Regions from separate parts of the Mus musculus genome. Here regions 2 and 3 are each linked to region 1. Evidence: chromatin contacts called from public HiChIP or PLAC-seq and promoter capture Hi-C data. All regions are on one chromosome and are shown on one strand. The core of a region is the stretch at or near the end of the contact, and the rest is flanking DNA. Distances in the headings are between cores, read along the strand shown.

Region 1 (4,564 bases), core at 1,217-3,716:
CAGGCTGACCATCAGGTGCTTTGTCTTGGTACCAGCTCTGGACCCAGGGCCTTACACATGCTAGGCAGGTGTTCTACCATGTGCTCTCGCTCTAGCCTGACCAGCAGCTTTGAACAAAATGTTCTAACAAGCAAACAAGTGAACCACTCTATGTAACCAAACAATCTATGCCAGCATTTTATGTATCTATAAGTTCCACTACTGATAGAAAATAGGTATAATTCCTTTCTGCAAAAGATTGATTGTTATTTTAAATTGATATACTCAACTATCAAAATCTCTTAAGTCCTGGAGTGAAGCTGGAATTCAGTACAATATCTGTAGACATAAAACACATACTTTCTACATACTTATTCCAGGTTATAAAAATTTGTCTTGTGGGTATGAAGATAAGATGTGATACTTAAAAAAAAACAAAAACAAAAAAAACACACAACCAAAAGAATGAAACAAAACATGGCTGCTGTGCTGAGTGGTGGCGCCATATGCCACACACCTCATACTTTCTACAGAATCAGTACAACTGTCCCTTTATGTTGTGGTTACAGTGCAGATCCTAGGGATGTCACCAGCCATCATCTACAAATCCCTGACCATAGAATCGAACCTGGGCCATGCATTCTACCAAACGCACAGGTTCTCTTTATTCCACATAGTATCTGCAGGAGGCATCACTTATTACACACATTTGCCAGCGGTTCCTGAAGGTCAAAGGCAGTGCAAAGCTTGATCTGAAGACACAGCAGTTTCCATTGTCCACACATCTTCCTATAGTATGTGAAAATGACTAGACTTATTTCTTAATTGCTCCCAGTACTATTTTGGAAAATTTGTTATACTTACCCATGCATGAGCAGGGTCAGTATGCAATTTAGTCTTATTCTTATGACTACATAACAACCAACACCATTTACTAAAGCAAAGTATGGTGTCGGAACATGGTCTGAGAATGGAGTCCTGTGAGGAGAATTCTAAGTGCCTGTGAGAAAACAAGACAAGAGTCTTGTGACCTCAGTTTCTTCAAAACACATAATTATTCTTGGAATGTGTTTTTGTGTCTCCCCCACCCCCTGTAGTGGATAGGAGTGAGTTTATTTCAGATTACTCAATATGTTTGGGGGGGAGAGGGGGAGAGAGGGAGGGAGGGAAGGGGCATGGGGAACGCATGTATCTGCTAAGTCCCAAGTTGAGTTTAAGGTTTTAGGTCATGTCAAGAGAGCCTTGACCACGGAGAAGACCCAAAATAACTTTGGATAAAAAGCAATAGGGACTACTAATGATGACAGATTTCTAGGCACATCTGGCAATCCAAACTCTGGTCCGAGCACATTCAGACACAGGTTATACTCCAGTGACAGATGCAAGGCTGCCTGTATGAGGCCAGCTTTACTCACAACTGTAACGGTGGTTATCTTCAAAAAGCATGGCTGAATCAAACTCAGTCTCAAGGCCTAGTTACTTAGAAGCTTCTGTACCATCAGAGTGGTTGGTGGGGGTACGTAACGGTGCCACTACCAGGAACAACTGCAAAAAGAGGACACTACAAAGCATCTCAGGAGTCTGGAGGTGCGCAGGTTAAAAACCAAAGCACAGGTGTGAAGAGGACAGGTCAATACCTTCTCATAACCCCAAGCTCCAGCATTCTTCCATGCTAGCCCGTCCCGCTCTGCCAAGCTGGAGATCTGAGCCCTCCCACTTTTGAACATTGTTTCCTTGCCTAGAATCTCTGGAAACCATCAGCCGAAGCCCTCGCTAAAGGCCGCCTCCTTCCCAGGTCTTTCTCACTAGTCTTCGGGTACCGTTACTCCGGACGCTTGGCGTTTCCCACGGTTTTTAACCTATGCCTCTGCGATCAGAACTGAACTCTCTGAAGGCAAAGGCTGGGTCCTCTTCACCTTCCTATTCCGTGCCAAAGACCTTCCCAAAACGTGGGCTGCAGACGCCACCCCCCATCCCCGGCCTCGGTTATCTAGCCGTAGCGCCCTGCATTGGCTGTGCAGGCGCCCCGCACCAAGGGGCTGGAAGTCGGAAACTTGTTAAGTTCTCGGGGTTTCCAGGACGCAAACAGGCCCGGGACCAGGACATTCCGCTGGGAGTCTTGCTGTAGCCAAATTAAAGCCAGAGTGCCCCGACCCTTCGGCGCGGGACTTCGTGCGTGTGCCACGCGAGGCCTGGACAGGGACCGCGCGGTCGCTGCGGCCTCGGGAGCCACAGGCCGAGACTGAGGCGGCGGTGGCGCGAAGATGGCGGAGGCAGCGCATCCCGGCGCCGCCCTTTTCCCCCGCGCCGCTTACCGGCAGATGGCCGCGGCGCGCGCTCGGGCTCCGGCAGGTCCCCGAAGAGGTCCATGGCGGCGGGGCAGTGGAGCGGAGGCTCCGCGCTACCCTGGGCGGCGGCGGCGGCGGCGGCGCCGTCACTCACCGCGGGAGACCCTGCCAATCGCGCGCCGCCCAGCCGCCGCCCCAGAGTGCTACGCGCGGGGGCGGGGCGGGGGTGGGCTGCGCAAGCGCACGGGCGCTCTTGGCCTGGGCATTAGGTCCCGTGATAAATTGTTATGGCGTTTCCCCGGAAAGAAGGGAGGAGTGGCGCCGAGCCTGACATCCAGACAGGCTTTTGGCCGGAGAGGCGGGTCTGCACCTGTCCACTGTTCCCTGTGTGACCGAGCAGGCAAAGCACCTTCTGACCGCCCGGGAGCAGGATGGCGCCCAGCGGGGTCTCAGCTGTCCCACTGGGATAGAGACCAGAAAAAAACACCATCACTGGCCAAGCCACAAAAGTGACAAACATCCCTCATCTCAGCCACCAAATTTATGACGCTTTACCAATTACAAAGTTGTGTTGTGTATTTTCCCTGGTCTCAGAAAAGAGCCACTCATGGAATTAATTCCTCTTCCTACCATACAATCCACAAAGACTTCACTTCCTTAAAGGTACCCAAATTTATTGACTACACACCCCAATCCTACCAGCCCTTTCCAACACCACCTTACCTGTTTTTTTTGTTTGTTGTTGTTTTTGGTTTTTTTGCCAGTGTTGTGTGGACTTCTTGGTGCAGTAGGTAACAAGTCATTGCTTCCTTGCAAATGTAGACCAGATATTCTCTAGCTGCAATAGGTGGATCCACCCAGCTGACCTCCAAGCCACTGTTTGAAGTTTTTACTGCACTCAGACAGAACTGTCTCTTCCTTGACAGATGTAGGATTTTGAAATAACAGCACTTTGTCTTTTGTCCATATATCTCATACACTTCTCAGCCCATCCCAACTTGATATCACTATGTTTTTAAAGCAGCTCTTGCTAAGTGTCTTAGGGTTTCCATTGCTGTGAACAGACTCCATGACCTAGGAAACTCTTATAAAAGACAACAATTGGGGCTAGCTTACAGGTTTAGAGATACAGTCCTTTATCATCATGGCAGGAAGCATGGCAGCATTCAAGTAGGCACGGCGTTGGAGGACCTGAGAGTTCTACATTTTCATCCAAAGGAAGCCAGGAGCAGACTTTCCTCAGGCAGGTAGGAGGAGGGTCTTGAAGCCCACCCCTAAAGTGACACACTTCCACCAATTAGATCACACCTCTTCCAACAAGGCCACACCTCCTAATAGTGCCACTCTGAGGGCCAAGCATATTCAAATCACCACACTAAACTTGATTTCCCACTCCTGCAAATAGACTCGTCGGCCACCATTCCACATGAATTCTGGCAGTGTTTGCCATGTGGCCTGTCTTTCCCTCATATGTATGGACATCTCTAATCATTACTCCATCTCTACCTGGTTTACAGCTCAACTTCTGGCTGCTAAATAAAATCTTTTGTGGAGACAAGAACTTGCTCAGTAGGCCAGGCTGGACTTGAACTCACAATGCCTCTACCTCCCCAGTGCTAGGACTATATATAAATCTCTGTCACCACCCCTGGCAATTGGAATTCTGACCTGACCCTAAGTTCTCTTCTGTTCTCTTTCCCTTCATAATCTCCATGCACACCAGGCTTGAACTGCTGCACCTTTGGACATGACTCGTTAATTTTCCTACCACCAATAGATCTCTGGGTTCCACTAAGTGCCAAGAACGGGTTATGGGTAATCACAGTACCTCAACTCCCTGACAGATTTCATTTTCTCTCCTACAAATCTTTTCCTTAGTCTGTTGCTTGACTTAAGATACTTGGGCAGAAAGCATGGCAATAGGAGTATGTGATAGGGGAGGGTCTTCAGTTCATGATGTATAGGAAACAGAGTGGAAGGACATCAGAAAGGGACCAGGATAACATAATCCAAAATGACAAGTTCTCAGTCACCTACTTTCTTCAGTATCCACTTCCCACCATCCTACCACCTGCCAACAATCTATTAAAATGTTAAACCTGCCAATGAGTTAAAACTTTCACTAGGTCAGAATCTTGTGATCTAATTGTTTCAGAAAGCACACACTCTCCTGCCCTCCCCCAACTATGCATTTTACTAATTCTGTAGACATCTGTTAATCCAGTCAAGTTGCCAGGCAATGGCCGGCGTCACAATGCCCGTGTGCAGACACTGGTGTGGACTTAAGTTTTCTGCTT
Region 2 (4,564 bases), core at 867-3,366, 1.4 Mb after region 1:
CCCGGGCTGCTCATGCAGCTGGTGAAAGGTAGACACTCACCACTGAATCTCAGGTTTATTTCCTTTCAGTCAAGGTTGAGGCAGGTAAGTTAGCTCAGGTGTCACCTAACTAGGTACACTCTCTGACAGCTTTCTGCTACTTTTCGTAAAGTGTCCTGATCAGTAAAAGTGAGAAGAGAAACTTGGCCTTGGCATGACAAACACATCTAAGGGCCCCTTCTTGGGAGCACTAAGGCCGCTTCCATCCCAGGTTTGAGACCCCAGAAGGGAGGGGAGGCTGCTGGGGACCTGCCAGTCCTTACATGCTCCCCTCAGGCTTCCTTAGTCAGCCCCTGGGCTGCTCGCATACATGGTTCCTCAAGATTATGGAGACTCCAGTATGGAGAGGAGCACCACTTTGGAGCACTATCTTGGCTGCCAGTAGTATGACCTGTGGGAAAGTGCTATGCTGTTCTTTTGCAGGTACAGTGATAAAGATTTCCCTAGAAAAGACAGCCAACCTATACAGCATCATAGCAAAGGCCATAGCCTAAAGACCTGCCATTTTGGGGTCCAGAAATGGCTCAGACACTGAGCCTACCCCAAGGAACTATCTAGGCTGGTCAACTTACAAAGAGGCATTCAGTGGTGATGGCATGTTGAGAGGCCAGAACACATGGGGAGCACAGAAAGCAAGTAGGAGCCCTGGCCATTGCAAGTCCTCTATTAAAAGTGACAGGGATCCAAGCTGTCCTGGCCAGGACATGCAGTGGACAGGGGTCCGTGAGTCAGGAGCAGTGTTACAGTAGAGGGATGTGAGGATATCTGCTCCGATAGATTGGTTTTCCATTGTTACTCTCAAGCAATGACTGCAGAGATTAATTGGATCACTTTCCTAGGAGTTAGGACAGGAAACCCACCCCCTAAGGTGGACAGAACCCCTGACGGGAGGACATCCTGAGGCATGGGTGATTGGGGGTTTTGCCACAAACCTGCAAAGCCCTGATTCAGCTGAATCCAAGAGCGCTGCACTCTATTGACACATAGTGGTAATCTATGACTCTCAACCATAAACCACATCTCGCTTTCTTCCCATTCCCAGATTAGGTATCTAGATTCAGTCTAACCTCAGCTATGATGGCCTCTTCATAGGATAAAGGGAACAGCAGGAGGGATAGTGCTGCCCGGCAGCAGCTAAGCAAGAAACTCCAGACCCAGCACCATCACCAGCTCCCAGGTAGGTCCCAGGTAGGGTCCCTTCTCCCCACAATCATCCCTGCAGCTGCGTGACAGTTGGTGGTCTGCCACACCTGGCCTGGAGTTGAGCTGCCCAACATTAACTCCTCGCTCTATTCCTTTTGCCAGAGGTCACCTACCACGCTGCACCCAAGCCTACAGACCTGCCTCTGCCCCATTGCTCTAGCACCTAAATAGTCACGAAGAGGGACCGTAACAGTCGCTGGCAATCTGCATCAACTGAAGTCATCTGAGCTGATGAAGGCTAGTTTTTTTTTTTTTTTTTTTGGCCAGTTTTCAGCCCCCTCATCCTCCTCCAAAACACGTCAGACGAGAACTGGAGCCGCTCAGGGGCGGCTAGAAAGGGCGTATGGATGTAGGAGTTGTTGCTGGGGGGTGGGGGGCAGCAGGTGAGTAGGGAAGTGACCGGACCAGGACTGAGTAGTAGAAGCGCTAAGAGAGCAAGCCGGTAAGGTGAAGGATGGAAAGGAGCAAAGAGATGCCGAATTCGGCTGGGGGCGGGGAAGCTCCTGATTGGCCAGCGGAGGACGTGATGTCACGTCCGGCGAGGGAAGCCCTGCCTCAGCTGCCCCCCCCCCCCGCCCTGCCCCCGCCCCCACAGGTGGTGCCGCCGCCCTGGGTGCTGGGCTGGGGGGGACACCTTAGGGGACCCCGGACTCGGCCTTTGCACTCCAGGCTCTCCCCGCCGCCTCCCATCTCACCCAGGCAACGGAGCACATCGCCTGGGCTGAGAGAACATTCCCTCCTCTCCCTCCGGAGAGCGAAGGGGCGCCCGGTGCGCCCCGATCGTGCCCCGCCTCGCCCCGCCCCGCCCCGCCCGGGCGCTCCCCTCTTCCCGCCCGCGCTCCCCGCCCCTCCCTGCCCCTCTCCGCGGCCGCCGTGGGGCCGGGCGGGCGGCGGGGGAGGCGCCGAGCCGGGGCTGCGCGTTCGCCCGCCGCGCTCTAGGCGGCCCGACTGAGCGGCCGGACCTCGCGCCTCGCGCCTAGCTCCCCGCGCCGCAGCCGCAGCCGGCTTTTGTTGTCTCCGCCTCCTCGACTGCCACCGCCTCTGGACCACGAGCGTCGCGCGCTGGGACCTTGGCTCTGCCCTTCGCGCACACTGGGCTGAGCGGGCCGGCCGGGACCGAGGGAGGCGCGCACCGGCGGCCAGGGAGCCTCGGGCCCCGCCATGGAACTCCGGACCCGAGGCTGGTGGCTGCTGTGCGCGGCCGCCGCGCTGGTCGTCTGCGCCCGCGGGGACCCCGCCAGCAAGAGCCGGAGCTGCAGCGAAGTCCGCCAGATCTACGGGGCTAAGGGCTTTAGCCTGAGCGATGTGCCTCAGGCAGAGATCTCGGGTGAGTAAGGGCGCTGCGTCCGGGGGCACCGGACCCTAGCACTCGGGAGGTCTGATCTGGGCCCCTACCCGCGCCGCAGCTAGCCCCGGGCGCCAGAACCCGCCGCCTGGACTTGGAGTGGCCTCCTGCTCCTCAACTGGTCTATACCCCACGGCCCTCGCCCCCGAGCTCCGATCCGCTCTGTTGCTGCCCAGTTCCCAGCCACTACGCTCTAGAGTCCCTTCCCCATAGCAATCTGCGCTCCCTTTGGGTTAGGGTTGTTGCTGGGCGTCTTTGGTCCCCGGCTTGGCCCACTGTGCTGGCGGGGCAGCAATCCCAGCTCCGGGACAGCGTGCCTGCCGCCCTTGCGGCGAAGCAAGCGGTAGCTCTGGGACGGTCTATTGGGTCGCATATCCCGGTTGCAGTGGGCTAGGAACTTCTCTATGCGGATCTCTCCCAGAGGCGTCAAGGGTTCTGCTTAGGAATTTACGCGGATCCACAGCAGGAGCCGCCTAGGTGGGATTTATGGGGGAGATCCTACACTTCAAGCCTGGGTTCTAAGGAAATGTGAGCCCGCTGCGCGATTCAGGGGACCCCAGGGCTCGAGGGGATTCCTACCTAGGAACTTGTGCCCGCCAGCGCCCCTATCCTAGCACACTCGTGGTCTGACCGGGCGCTCCGGGCCGCCTGGAGCTGCGAGCCCAGCTGCAGGTGGTCGGCGTCTTGGATCCCGCCCAGGGGCCTTGTCATCTCTTTGTAAGAAGAGCGGCCCTCCTGGCGGCGGCCTCGGCCCTGCAGCTGCTGAGAGCAGCCCTTCCCCTCCCTTCCCTTCCCTGCTGCCTCAGGAGCTCTGGGAACCGAATCTTTATGAGCTTGGAGTGCCTATGCAATGTCCCAAGGACCTCCCAAGCCCCAGGCTTTGCTCTTAAATGTGTGGGGAGCTTTCCTGGATAAGTGTAACACCAGGGCCTTGGTGAGCAGGGAATTCCTGCTGTGGGATTCTTCTGAAACTGAGGGGGCTTGCAGACTAGAGACCAAACTCAACTGGTGTCGTAGGCACTCTGAATGAGGAAAGTAAGAGTATTGCCCAGAGGGGTGGCCTGTGGCCCCAACTTGCTTGGGAATGGCAGTAGATAGCCAGCCATGGAGAACCCTGTTTCTGGGGAGAGACAGAACCCACAAGACACATTGTGTGGCCTGAGTCTCTTGACTATCTCCCTCTCAAATGCCCTCAGAACAGGCCTTTCTATGCCTCTCTCTACATACAGCCCTGCCATTGCCAAAGCCACCTCCTACAGTTCTCTGGGCACTGTCACCCGGTGCCTGGCAGCAGCAGGTATAGTTTGGTTGGTACCCTGCTCACTCTACCCACCTCCAAACACACAGAAATAGGAACATATACCCTGACATCCTTGTGTATCTCTTATCCCTGCCAGACGTACCCTGCTCCGCACACATACCAGCCTGAGGCCTTCCAGCCTACATCTTACCTTGGCATGGATATGCCACCCATCTTAATGCCTTCTTGGAGACCTTCTTGAGCTTGTACCCACCCACAGCTACTGTGCCCGAGTAGGCAGGGACTGGCAATGTAGGCAGTGACAAGGGCAGTGAGAGGGCAAAATAAAGAAGCAGAGGTGTGGTCCTTCCAGAGAGCCTGGTTCTTACTACCCTGCAGTTGGGGAATGTGGGGGATTAGGAACAAGACAAGCAAAAGGCTTTGATGTCTGTGAGGACAGCCGTAGATGCCCATCCAGCTGGGGTGTGTAGGCACCCTGCAGAATTACAGCAGTCATACTGGTTGGGGCCCAGTGTTTGTTCAGAGACACCCTATTTATTGACATGCAAGGCTGGGGCCTATGTTTTCCCATCATCCCTATTGGTGCACCTCAGAACTGGTGCCACACTTTTCTGGAACCCCATGGGCTGCACCTCACAGCCCTCAGAGTGGGAGAATACCTCCAAGCCCCAGGGCACTAAAGAGAGTATTAGCATGTGGAGTGAGAAACAGGGTGA
Region 3 (4,564 bases), core at 993-3,492, 1.3 Mb after region 1:
CAAGAGGTGTGGTGCTTTAGGGCAGCTGTGCCAGGGTCCTTGAACCACCTCCAGTTATAGGATTCATGAGGACATACGACCCTGGTTTACAGCACAGCCGTGCTCACAGCCCTGATTTATAGCACAGACCAAGAGGATCTGGCGAAGAGAAAGGCTCTAGTCAGAGCACAAAGGAGCAGACACCCTGAGCCTGCGCATCTGGCCATAGAGGGCTGCCAGGGTGAGGCAATCAACTGTCCACCTGATGAGCCCCTATCTGAAGGCTACCATGGAAAGACACCTGTGGAAGAAGCACGGCATGAAAGAAACCATGCAGACTGGTTTGAGACTGCTTACCTAATATAAGAATTTGCCAACCAGCAGCCGTGAGCCCGGGAGAGGAAACTATGGGTATTCATTTGCTTTCTCCTCCCTTTGTGGGTGTGTACTTTCCTTCATTTATTATTTTATGTAAGAAAGCTTTAAATAAAAACAGCCCCACCATCAGCAACTCTCTGTTACTTACCCTGGCTTATAGTGGTCAGTTGATCTCCCAGGTCCTGATCTCCCAGGTCCTCCAAACCTCCTGGGACACACGTTCTTTCCTGCACCACATCTCCACCCCTACACACTTCCTCTCTGCCTGGATCCTTCAGACACCTTATCTCATTGGCCTGGACAGAGACACCCCCTGCCCCCGCCCACCCAGAACACATCTCCTTTGCACCTCACCCATCTGTCTCCCTGTTCTCCTGCAGACCACTCTGCCTTCAAGAGGGACCATTAAAATGGCTGAACAGGTAGAAGTGCTTGCTGCTAAACCGAGTTCGATCCCCACATCTCACATGCTGGAAGGAGAGAACGAACTCCCACAAGTTGTTCTCTGACCTACACATACACACCTGGAACACACTGCAAACACATACACAATAAGTAAATGTCATTTTTTTTAATGGTAAATGCCTTCCCCAGGGCCCTTGCATTCCTACATTTGATGGGAATCCCAAAACACTGGATTCCATCCTTTAATAATTGCTAGGATTCCTTCTAAAATTCAATGCTTGAGGGCAGGGAAGAGTTCGAATTCTCAAAAGCTCCCAAAGGTCGGGCCCAGGAACAATACCATATAGGATGGGCAAACTTGAAACCTGCCCAGTGACTGCTCAGAAGCCTGCATGATATCCAGTGCATAATATCCCGCCCCACACAGAAACTCGGAGGGAACCTCCAAGGTCTTAACAGTCTGTCTGCTTGGATTCAAGAGATGCTTAGATGTATAAGGCCACTCTGCTGGACAGAGGCCCCTTGTTATCTCCCGTGGCAGTCAGCTTGAAAAGGACCCTGTGGTAACGAACGCCAGGATTGGGAATGAGTCAGAGGTATCTGGCGCCCCCTGCTGTCCATCCATGGACACCACATCTGACTAATAATTACTCCTTGAGCCTCGCAGATGCCCCTGCCTGTACTCTGAAATGCTAGCGCAACCCAAATTCATTCTCCTAGAAGGCAGAGCCCAGAGTAGCTTACCATCATCCATTGAGCTGTCCCAACATGGACACAGGCAGGTGCTCATAATTTAAAGTCTCAAGGCCACAGTTCATCGTGCCAGTGTGTTTTCCTGCATTCTTCTCTGCCACGGAATGGTCCGCCTGTGTTTTGCACTGTTCATACATCCCCGAGCCCCGCAAAGCCTCGGAAGTGGCTTATAACTGATCCTAGAGTCACTTCCTGTTTCCTGGACCGTGGCCAGCATAAGTACTGGGGTGTAGGGGGTGATGGCTCACAGTCTGCCTTCTCCTCACATCTCCCAGACTGACATCTGCCCTAAGTCCTCCGTCCCAGATGGCAGCATTGCCCTCCCGCTTGTGCCTGCAGAGTACCCGGGTGTCCCAGGGACTGAGCAGTACCTCACTGACAGGGCTGGAGTCTTCTGGCTGGATTCAAACCCAAGGAGAGTGGCGTCATGTGACCACACAGAGCTGGGATTCAGAGGTTCTAGAAGTCATGCTGCCCCTTGTCCCTCTAAACATGCCCTGGTAGACACATTTCCTTTGGGAAGTGCCATCCCTGCTCCTACAAAGGAGGGGGGCGCAGACTTCTAATGTCACCCATGTTTGTCCTCAAACACACACATCCCTATCGGACTTTTAAAGAGCTTAACTAAACATGTTACCTTGGACATGAAAAGGGAGAATTCTGGGAGCGTGTTGAGCTGACTTGGCAAAGCCTGTCAAGGTGGAAGTCCCTCCACGCCACCACAGCTGATGCGGGTGTGGCAGCTTTAACAGGAAATCTAGAAGGGCCTGGGGTGAGACAGCCGGTCCCAGGCTGCTTGGAGAACAGGCTCAGAGCTTGGAGTGGAATGTTTCTGAGATGGCCTCCAGGGGGCGCCATGCTCACAGGCTCCTGTGCAGCTGGCCCACAGGACAGGGTTTGTGTTCTGGAATAATCAAAGTCTCCTTCCATGTCATAAGACTGACCGCATACGGATCTGAAGCTGAAATGTGAAAGCATGTGATCACCTTCTTTTAAAATACCTCGTTCTTTTCCTGAACTGACCATAGACTCTCTGAAAAGGTCCCAGGTCAACCCCGGCGAGTACCCCTTCAGAAACCACGAAGAATTGACCTGGATTGGGATGAGATGGGGTTGGGGGGTCCTAGGGACTCCAGTGTGGCTGAAAGAAATACAGGACGCATGGTTACATTTGAATTTCAAGCGACCAGCTTTTCTAGCGGAAGTTTCATGTCTCAAACATCTCCAGGGATCTGTCCCCCAACCCACCCACCCCCAAATATTCACTTTAGGTGAAACACTCATCTTCCCAACACCATATGCACACACAGGTGTGTACACACTTACAATGTGCACAGACAAGCAGGTGTCTATTGCTGTCATCCCATAGAGTATGGGAAGAGGCGGGCTGCTTTGGAGGCTGAGCCTGGGATCAGAAGGCAGGAGCAAGATAGGTGTGGCGCTACCTGAGGCCACCATCTGGAATCAATACTGCACCCCCAATACGCACAGAGAGCATCTGGGTTCCTGGGGGCTAATGGATCCAGAAACCAGCCCAGGCAGAACTGAAAGATCTTGCTGAGGCCAAGGATCCAGGGATTGCTATAGGCCCTGCCCTGACTGCAGGAAGCTCCACTGGTGGCTTCTCGGTGACATAAAGGGTTAACTGAACCACTGAGCCAGGCATCTCACTGGGAAGTTGCCTGGTTCACCACAGCTGCCTCCCTGAGAGGTGGAGTACATACCCTTCCCAGCAAGGAATATTTAGCTTGTGGTCATTTGCGACCCCCAACAGAAGGATGGGTCTCACATGGCCCATGGTTTTTTGTTTGTTTGTTTGTTTGTTTTTTCTCACAGGATTCTTTGTCATCTGCATTTCTCTGCATCATGGGAAAAGATTCCCAGGAACCCAGGAAGGGCTGGTGTTGACCCTGGGCTGTGAAGGATGTCATCTGAGCTTTTCCCACAAGGGCTTCACCACGTCGGACATGCTGACACAAGCCGAAGGATCTGCCTTGGACTCCAGTCAGGGGACAGGATACCAGAGACACAGGTCAGCAGCAACAGGAGTGACATCAATCCAGTGCCATACAGGCCCATTTACTTAGAAGAAGCCCTTGGGCAGACGTGACTCTCTCACCTCAGACCACTGCAGAGTTCTGATCTCTGCTCGCCGTAACACAGCCTTTCCCCCAGTTCCTTTGAACTGAAAGTGACTTGTCTGTCATGTTTCTAATACCACAGGGAGGGTTAAATGTTATGTCTCTAGGACTTGATATCGTAGGCTACAGAGCTCCCAGAACCAGCCAGGCCCTGTGGCATGGGCTAGAGGGGTGCAGGGAAGGACCCGCTAGCTCAGTTTCCAGCCTAGGAGGAACGTAAATGGGTTATCCTGTTTCTGGGAGAATGTTTTTCTGTCAGCAGAGGTGGTGTGGATGATGGGTTATCACCCAGTTCGAGTGCCCCGAACACCAGTTTCTGGACTGCAATTCATTGCCTTTCTCGCATGCATGCCTGGCTGGTTTTGTGTCAACTTGATATAAGCTAGGGTCATCAGAGAGAAAGGAGCCTCAGTTGAGGAAATGCCTCTAAGACATCCAGCTGTAGAGCATTTTCTTAATTAGTGACTGATAGAGGAAGGCCAGCCCATTGTGGGTGGGGTCATTCCTGGGCTGGTGGTCCTAGGTTCTATGAGAATGCAGGTTGAGCAAGCTAGTAAGCAGCATCCCTTCATGGCCTCTCAATCAGCTCCTGCCCCCAGGTTCCTGCCCTGCTCCAGTTCCTGTCCTGACTTCTCTCAGTGAAGGACTACAACCTGGAAGTGTAAACCAAATGAACTCTTTCCTCCCCAACTTGCTTGTGGTCATAGTTTTGTTGCAGCAATAGAAACCCGGACTAAGACACCTGGTTACCTCTCCAGGGTCACAGTATGGACCCTTTCCGGGTGCTGAGTGTTCCTGGTTCAGGACCTCAGTTTTTAACCAAAGCCACACCTAGCCATGCCTGCTCTCAGGTGGGATTTTCTTTGTGGTTGCCTTCAGAAAGGGCACTTGATTGAGGCACATTTCCC

The links. Promoter capture Hi-C pulls out the DNA fragments that hold promoters and counts their contacts. HiChIP or PLAC-seq counts read pairs in DNA pulled down with a chosen protein or histone mark.
Region 2: a promoter capture Hi-C map of embryonic stem cells shows a contact between it and region 1, with 4 times the contacts expected there. The contact joins the promoter of Gpc1 here to the promoter of Ilkap in region 1. A contact is called at or near these places in 3 of 39 promoter capture datasets (embryonic stem cells, hippocampal neurons and liver), 2 of 484 Hi-C or Micro-C datasets (CD4 T cells and embryonic stem cells) and 1 of 9 other capture datasets (embryonic stem cells).
Region 3: a contact with region 1 is called in an H3K27ac HiChIP or PLAC-seq map of regulatory T cells, with 10 times the contacts expected there. The contact joins the promoter of Otos here to the promoter of Ilkap in region 1. A contact is called at or near these places in 3 of 39 promoter capture datasets (hippocampal neurons, liver and pre-B cells), 6 of 115 datasets of contacts at active chromatin or transcription factors (astrocytes, double positive thymocytes, embryonic forebrain and 3 more) and 2 of 9 other capture datasets (embryonic stem cells and liver).

What each region holds. Positions count from the first base shown.
Region 1 is chr1:91,396,357-91,400,920 of GRCm38.p6, forward strand. Ilkap (integrin-linked kinase-associated serine/threonine phosphatase 2C) reads right to left here and starts at 2,467. Exons shown (of 12, transcript NM_023343.3): 1 at 2,295-2,467. The coding sequence starts at 2,349.
Region 2 is chr1:92,829,529-92,834,092 of GRCm38.p6, forward strand. It overlaps Gpc1 (glypican 1), which reads left to right and starts at 2,117. Exons shown (of 9, transcript NM_016696.5): 1 at 2,117-2,569. The coding sequence starts at 2,404. Gm29481 (a long non-coding RNA gene) reads right to left here. Exons shown (of 3, transcript XR_003947946.1): 1 at 3,167-4,564.
Region 3 is chr1:92,646,599-92,651,162 of GRCm38.p6, forward strand. Otos (otospiralin) reads right to left here and starts at 2,243. Exons shown (of 5, transcript NM_153114.2): 1 at 2,153-2,243.